2 separate regions of the Mus musculus genome follow, and region 2 is linked to region 1. Evidence: chromatin contacts called from public promoter capture Hi-C data. All regions are on one chromosome and are shown on one strand. The core of a region is the stretch at or near the end of the contact, and the rest is flanking DNA. Distances in the headings are between cores, read along the strand shown. Region 1 holds the start of Trdn (triadin). Region 2 has its middle 15 kb from the start of Sult3a2.

Region 1 (4,365 bases), core at 1,033-3,532:
AAAGACAACTGAAGGCTGAAAGAACAATGAGAAACAAGACCTTTACAAAACATCTCTTTAATGAAAGGCAAACAAGAAAGAATGAAGAAAGGTTGTTATAGATGAGAAACAAAGAGTGGGAATCACAAGGTAAAGAAAAAGTGTCAAATCCTTTGGAAAACTGAGGAGACTGACTATGGTAATAACCACAGATAACACAAATTCATTGAGCTGGCAATCTAAGTTTCTCCTGACAAATAAACAGATCATTGCAAAGAAGGAATAAGTACAACACTCATGATCACATGGTAGAGACCCTACCTACTCCGAAGACCAGACTATGGGAAATGATGATTATCCAGAAAATTATATGCTGTGCTCACGTAGTCAACTCAGATTTTCTCAGTTGCTGTTTTATGGGCCCTACCACAGAGGCTTCACAACATCTTCAACTCCCTATGGGTACAAATAATTCTATTTCAAAACAACAGTCCTTTAATAAAACGTGCTATGGATCAAGTGCAAATGCATGTAGGACATGCACTGTAATCAAGGAGCACGATTGGCCAGCAATGTCTGAAATTAGTGGCAGCCTAGGTTCCAAGCACAGGCTGACAGGAATGCCCAGAGGTTTCTTAATACCTTGTACAGGAATAAGCAGAACACTTTTATAGACAGATCTTTTCAAGGCCAACATAAGGGCGACATGACACAGAATGTCCAAAGTATAGAAAAAAAAATTATAATATTATTTACATTCAGTTAGCAAATTCTGAACTAAAACTGGCAAACAGTAAATTTTATATCCTCTAATGGAAAAGAGAAAACACAGGCTGGCTTCAAGGAGCTGATACCCAATCTTGACTACAATTTGGTAATGGGAAGTCATGGAATATCTGAGTAACAGGGTTTTTTGTGTGTGAAATAGACATCAAATTGCTACTTAGTGGAATGGTGTGAGGTCTCACAAACGAAATGTGCATAAGTTTCTAAACAAAATACCTAATAAATGGAAATCTCTCAGTAATATTGTTATTAATTTGTGGTGACAGGCTATCTCTGTAACTAATACAAGCAAGGCATTTTTTTTCCTCACAGATATTGCCTAAATCTTCAGGGAAAATTATTTTCTTTACATAGATTTCTACCCACACAAAAGATAAAACAAATAGATTTCTATTTTACAGTCTCGTTAAAAACAAAATGACATTTAACTTGGAAACTGTCAAAAGTACCACCTGCCTTATGTACTTATTGCTGTCAGAGAGAATGTTAAGCGTATCTTCCATAGTTTTACCTCAACTAAAGCCAGACTGTATTATTTTTAAAGAATTACTTCATTAGTAAGACGGGTGTGAGTGTTTGTAGATTTATTATAAGTGTATAAATAGAAAATATGTTAATATAAATATAAAACACACTACTTATAGAGAAACAAGAAATGAGTTTACAAAATAACTAGATTTCTAAGAGTTAAATGCTTTATTTTTAAAAGTTAGACTTCTCTGACTTTCTGAAATTTCTAACTTTGTCTTTGAGCATTTGTCAATGGTAAAATGACTATGATTCTTCAGGGCACTTCTATCTGCGATGCATATAAGCAAGCTGTGCACCCTAGCTGGAAAGAGAAGACATTTAAGAATTCAAATTTTAAATACTATAAAGAAAAGATGCTCCAGATCATATTTCTAAACTGACACATCACACATAATATTCTGATTTTTTTCCATCTCCATCCTCACATGTCTTATAATTTTTGTCTTAAATTTTTTGCCACCATGTCCTCAGCTATTTATAGAGGTGAGGTGATAACGGAGAGGGTAGTGGGGCCTCTAGCATAGCAGAAAATACTTTCCACACGTAAAATTCCCGATAAATCTCCCCTTGCTCCCTCAAACACACAAATCTGGCAACCGCTCAGCTTCCAATTTCATTTTGCAGATCCTGTGTAGACTCACAGAACTAATTAACTAGAAGCCAGCTGAAGCCTATAGCGTCCCTGAGGCTGTTGATTTACATAATGTCCCCAGGCAACAGTACCTTCAGCAGTGATCTCAGTCATGGTGGGTGCAGAAATCAAGCAGGTGAAGAGTTCCAGTCAAGTGGCACTTTGCAGAATAAGGTAGGATTAGAGAACTCTGGTAGAGGGGTATGACAAGGGCTCTTCCTTTTCCTGGATTTTCTGGCTGATTTTTGTTGTCTTGTTGAACTTTGCCTCTTCTCTGCAGAGTTCTCCCCCTGGAAACAACCTAAGCCCTTTCCAAGCAGTACTTGTGGCTCAGCTAAAAGTATCAGCTTCAAACAAAAATAGCCTCATCTGCCTTGGACTCTTCAGCACTTTTTTTTTTTTTTTTGGCACTCTGGAGGAACACACACACACACACACACACACACACCAACTCTCAAGCCCTAAAGATACAGGCAAATATAAGTAAGTAAATAAATAAAAGCAAATAAATAAAAGAGGAAAACAAAGCCAGAGTATCTAGAAAGTGCTGTCTAAGCCCCCGCAGTGTCTCTGATATAATTACAGATTGGGGATTGGTGTCAGAAAACATAAAATAAAGAGTTGAAAGTAATCTTACCCTAGATAGCTCAGATTTATTCTTAGTGCCTCTAATACTCAGAACATTCCTCTCTCCCTTATTTGGCTAGGGGAGGATCATGTAATGTCTACCACAGGCAGAGGGGAGGGCAGTTGTTAGTAATTTTTCTGTGTTGGTTTGTTGTTGTCCCAAATCCTCTAGTCAAGTGCACTTATATAGGGCTACACTCAGAACTGAAATTTGTAACTCCTGGCCATTCTTTTAAGCTAGTCATGTTGTAAAAAATTAATATTTTTAAATATTAGTCAATAAGAAGCATGTAATGTGACAATAAAAATCAATCTCTGAGAAGTATGCCGTCTCAGGGTTTTATTCCAACACCTTATTAAAAACAAAATATCTGAATTCATTTCAGCAGTGAAAGAAAGAGAAGGTGAAATAAAGTTTAGAAATCCACTGTTCACATTTTAGAAATGGATTTCACCATTTCCCTTTCCGAACTTGAAAGAAAGGAAGAAAAAAAAATCCTAGCAGCAGCTAACAATTAGCTAAATTGCCTGATTAGCATTTCACCTTCCCACTTCTAGACAGGTGTTAATGAGAAGAGAAATATTCAGTAGTTGGTGGTTGGAAGGGGAAGGAGAATCAAAGGGCATTGATGATCATAAACTTTAACCAATCTGAGAATTATCAAGGGCTGGCTTTCCTTATCTTTTATTTTCATCTCACATTCAACTTAATAAAAGCTTGCAGTTTTGTCTCTTTGCCTTAACTCACTGCCATTGGCTGACAGAATCTCTTGAATCTGTAGGCAATTCTTAGTTTACAAAGCACAGCTCTATCTTCTGTTTTAAAATGAGGCTCAGAAGAATGATGTGACAGCTATTTGCATAGACAATGACATCCTACATGTCACCAGCTGTCTTCATTGGCTGCCTCAATTTCATGGCACAACAGAAATTGCATAGAAATCAGCTGAATAAACAAGTCAGAACTCTTAGTTCAGACGGGAGGAAAAGATTCCAGGTAGACTCTTAATGTTATACAGAGCCCACAACTAGCAGCTGGGACTGGACTGAGATGATTAACATTGATTACAGTGCTCATACATTACCTGAGAGCTAATGTCCTCTTGCAGGCAGTACTGATTCCAAATTAAAGGAATCACTGCAAATAAAGACCATCCAAAAGGCAAAATGATGCCTTTGGAATACTGGGTTAATCTAGAAGTGTTCCCTGAAAGCAGAGTTCACCTCACTGTGGTTCTCTCCTGTGGTTATTTGATAACAATAGCTCCCAAAGGCTATGTATTTGAATGCTTTGCTCCTAGTTGATGGAACTATTTGGGATGTATTTGAATGTGTGGCCTTGTGGGAGGAGGCATGTCACCATGGACAGGCTCTCAAAAGACCACCTGTTCCCAGATAGCTCTTTTTCCCTCTCTCTTTCTGCCACATGGTGTAATCTCAATAGCTAATTCCTCAGCTACTGATCTCACAAAACACTAATCTACTCACTGTTCCCCACCATGATAGTCATAGACTCTATTCATTCCTTAGAACCATAAGCAAGCCCTCAATTAAAGATTTTTCATATATTGTCTTAATCATGATACCTCCTCAGAACAGTAGAAACATAGCTATGATACCCCAAATAATATGTCCATTTGTTACCAACACAATGCTATAGTTTCTAAAAAGCATAACACTTCATGATCCTTGGCCATAGTTAACTGAAGAAATAATTTTGCTATACAACCTACAAACACTTTCAAGAGCAAAGACCTTAATAAAATTTGAAAAGGGGAAAAAAAACTAGTTTCAAACTCTAATTTAATGTT
Region 2 (4,048 bases), core at 501-3,000, 710 kb before region 1:
GCTGGGATTAAAAGTGTGAACCTTCATCTGGCTATAGATTCCTTATAACAGTTATCCCAGTTTTATTTGGTTCCATATTTCCTCTTACTTTTTGTTGTTAGGGTAAAGTTTCAAGTTCTTTGGTTGTTTAATCTATCATTCTTTCCTATCTGTTCTGAAATTGTTTCATGGCAAATTTTAATACTCTAGTATAGTTAAGTTAAATATGATGCCAACTTGTCTACTATTTCATTATTTTCGGACATTTCTTCTAACTTTCTTGTATTAGTGATAAAATTTTATGTCTTTGCTAACTTTTGCTAGGTTTTCCCATTTCTATTCTTGCTTCCCATGACCATATATCTTTGCCATTTATATGCCATCTAGTGGCTTTCCATTTTGATAATTATATAGCTATATAATTGGACATACACCATGAATTAGAGCAGATATTTCCTTTTGCTTTCCTAGGTGTTTGTCGTATACCTAATAGTGCTTCAGTGATTTTGTGAGTCCTTCTTCAGTAATGGCCATTCCATCTTCCAGTCTATAGGCTGGCCCTTTCCTTTAGTGGCATTTCCATTATCAGTAGCTGATGATCAGTAAATGATTCTGTAGCTAAATGTTGTAATACGAGAAAAACCCAACAGAATTTCAATTTACTAGAGACACATGCTAGGGCATTGTCAGTATTAATTTGTACAGGTGTTTCATAATAAGAATAACTTCTAATAAACTTGTAGTTACAGACTCAATCTTTTCAGAACGTTAAACATTTGATCATTGAAATCCTGAATACATATCCATGGTATAGGGCACATATTTTAATTTTCCAAACTCTGCAAAATGAAATATATGCTTTTGTCAAATTTCATTTCTTTGGGTACTTTTTGGGTTACTTTCTACAGGTAAAATGGGGTTTGGTTATACAGAGGACTACTAGAAAATCTTATAGTTTCCTTGACTTGTTTGCAAGTGATAGAAAAATCCCTTTTTAAACCTTTGCTGTTAACATGGTGCTATTCATGAAATTGAGAAGCTTCCAGTACATTTAATGCTAGTAGCTGATCAGACTTATCATTATCTATGCTAGAGGGCCTAATAGACATTATTAGATCTGATACATATTATATACAATGGATGATTTCTCCTTATTTCTTGTTGTATTTAAGTAAGTAGTTGTTGGGGCCCGCCTGTGGCTCTCATGTCCGGGTTCAAGCCTGGGAGGCAGCCTGGAGCTGAAAGAGAAGAGGGGAACTAGGCGAGTTGAGAAATAGTGGAACCAAGACAACTAGTCTGCTCAAGGTTCTAATGTTTAATGGCAGACATGCTTTATAAAGGAGGGGGTAGGCCCATTCCCGCGAATTCATCCTTGGAGCCCAGCTGTAGGTGATCATGTGTAGTCTCTGGAATAGCTAGGCCAACTTCCCAGCAGGTAGCAGCGACAGTGGCTGAACAATAGTGATCTAGGGAGGCAGGCTCCACCCTAGGTAATCTCCCTAGTGGCAGCAAAGTCAAGGTCTGGTTCAGCCTACTTCAGGCTAGGGGGGGAGGTTACAATTTTCTCCCTGTTATTAATATTAAAATAAAAGCTGGACTGAGGCATAAAATTTATTTATGCTCTATAATTCTGCCTGATTTCTTTGGGCCTAGTGAAGAAACCTGTCTCAGTGGGATTCTCTAACTTTTCTCATGGTAAACCCTTGTTTGGTTAAGACTGCCTACTGTCTTTAGTGAACTCTGGAGACCAGGCCTGAACTGTTGGCTCCATCTTTTGTAATGCTTAATTAATTACTGAATAGGTAACTTCCTTACTGAATTCCTACTGAATTCCAAGTTGTTGGCTTCAAGGTCTTTCTAGGACGTAGGAACACTGGTGAAGGCTAGCTATATCAGAATTCAATCTTAAAAGGCACTTATAATAAGATAATACTAAAAGAGAGCATGTGGATCCATACACCAGACTAACACGGGAATACAGTAAGAATATCTGGGTTATGAGAATGCCAAAGTTCCAGGATGTGAGTTTCCGTGAAACTCTTTGCCTCGTGAGTGCTCCCAGGCTTCTTGGCCTGCCAAGCAAACTTCACTGGCATGTGCATAGCATTCTCTCTCTTTCTTATATTTCTGCCGAAGTTCCGGAATGTCCTGTCTCAACATAGCTACAGATCTCAGGAGTGCTCTAAAGATGAGTGGAAACAACGATTTACTAATAAAATAATGCCAATAATAATAGCAAGTAGGAATATATATTGAACCCAATCCAGGGGATTTAATGCACTTAGGTTGTTTTTTAAATCTCTGGCCAATTCATCAATGTTCCAAGTGTCCAAGTGACTATTGCTAATATCTGAAATTTCTGCCTTTCTAGCCTTAATGCTATGTCCTGCCCTATTGTTAAGACTACTACTTTTAAGACATTAACCTTTGCCTCCAATCTTTTACATGCCTCTGTGGTGTATTATTAATAAACCACGGCCTCTTGGCATGTACCTCTGTCTAGATTGATATGATTCCGAGATCTGGTTGTCTGTCTTAGACTGTCTGGCCTTCATAGCAAACTTTATTCCCAAACCAGACCAAAAGCCACAATATGTACTAGAATGCTTCTTGAATGAAGATTAATAACTGCCACCTGCACAGTTGGAGTTGGAGGCAGGGATGCACACCTGCTGCAGTCAAGCTGAAGGGCATTGACTGATCTGCTTGAAAAACAAAGCTGAGACAATGAAAGGCAACAGTACGAAAGCTTTTTTTTGGGGGGGGGGAGTCCAGGTACTCCATTCAATTGCAAATTAGCAACGATCAAGCTTTGACTTAGAGCTCCCAGTGTGGGGAAGCTGGCCTTGAGAATTGTAGAAAGTCTGCAATCTTTCTGGGAGAGGAGGTTGTGGTCCAATTTAACTTTGTTAAGTAATTAAGAATATTTTGCTATCTTCCCTGGAATTCTCTAATACTGGAATTATTACTAGACCAGTTCAAGAACGAGTCAGAATAACCAGTCACATTGAAGGAAAGAGAAGAATCACCATAACTCTTTTTATATGACTAATCTTTCTAAGTCCGATTACACAGTTTCTGATGTTCTTTTTACCATAAAGTTAAAAAGCTTGAAGCAAGGCAGCTTTGCTTGTCCAAACTGGAAAAATCGCAAGCAAGGATGGGTCGAAAACATTTACCCAATTCAGCTTCCTTGTCACTAAGGTCAGGGCACTGAGCGAACTTACCTGTCAGCTTGTCACGCAAATTAGCCATCATGCTTCTTGCAGCATTCTGTGAAGAAAACCTATGCTTTTACCTTTCCTTATAAGGATCAAGCCACATGCCAATAAGTAGATCCTTTTAAGATACTATAAGGCACTTATTAAGTTCTTCGACATCCAAATTTCAAAATTCTAAAATAAAAGTATGATTTAAATAATGTGCAGGGGAATACATTAAATAATATGCATGGGGATATAATTTCCCCCTTCTTTGTCTTTTAAGAAGCTAAAGTTTTAAAGTTCCGCAATACCTTGTCCTTGAGAATTAATAATTTGTTGACAAAACATCTCAAATACTTGACTGTTATCGTCAGTATTAATGTAACATGGGCAGTGACTAATTGCACTTTCAATTGTTTCTCTTGAAGAGCAGTTGTAACTAGAAAGCTTGAAAAGTTATTAATAGTCACATGTGTATAATTTATTTATTTATTAACTCAGAAATAAGAGCATTTATTTGCAGCAATTTATTAAGTATAAGTCCTCAAGAATTAACACTATTTTGTGGAAACAAGTAGTAACTGAGGACACTAAGAGCAAAAGAATTTTTCTTTTACAATTTGACATGCACATTTTCCAAGAATACCAAAATATTATCTTAAACCATAACTTTTGAATGTATAAAGAATGAGATTATATATCCAATCCATCTTATATGTAGATCTATAGACTGTCTGAGATATAAATCCAGCATTTTTACTTATGAGTTGTATATGCAAAAGCAATTGCAAATTTGAGAATTAATAGCATCTGAGGGATGAACAATCTTAAGCAATTGTGAGCTCTGAAATATAATATTGACTATT

What was found. Promoter capture Hi-C pulls out the DNA fragments that hold promoters and counts their contacts.
Region 2: a contact with region 1 is called in a promoter capture Hi-C map of embryonic stem cells, with 2.1 times the contacts expected there. The contact joins the enhancer-like site here to the promoter of Trdn in region 1. A contact is called at or near these places in 5 of 39 promoter capture datasets (cranial neural crest, embryonic stem cells, hippocampal neurons and 2 more).

What each region holds. Positions count from the first base shown.
Region 1 is chr10:33,081,400-33,085,764 of GRCm38.p6, reverse strand. Trdn (triadin) reads right to left here and starts at 2,282. Exons shown (of 38, transcript NM_029726.2): 1 at 2,020-2,282. The coding sequence starts at 2,041.
Region 2 is chr10:33,795,128-33,799,175 of GRCm38.p6, reverse strand. No RefSeq gene overlaps it. Among named protein-coding and RNA genes, the nearest start is that of Sult3a2, 15 kb to the right of the region's middle. Within about 2 kb of position 1,750, at least 6 of the 459 cell types and tissues checked have an H3K27ac peak or open chromatin away from gene starts, as enhancers often do. A contact at or near this core is called in embryonic stem cells, where this site is marked.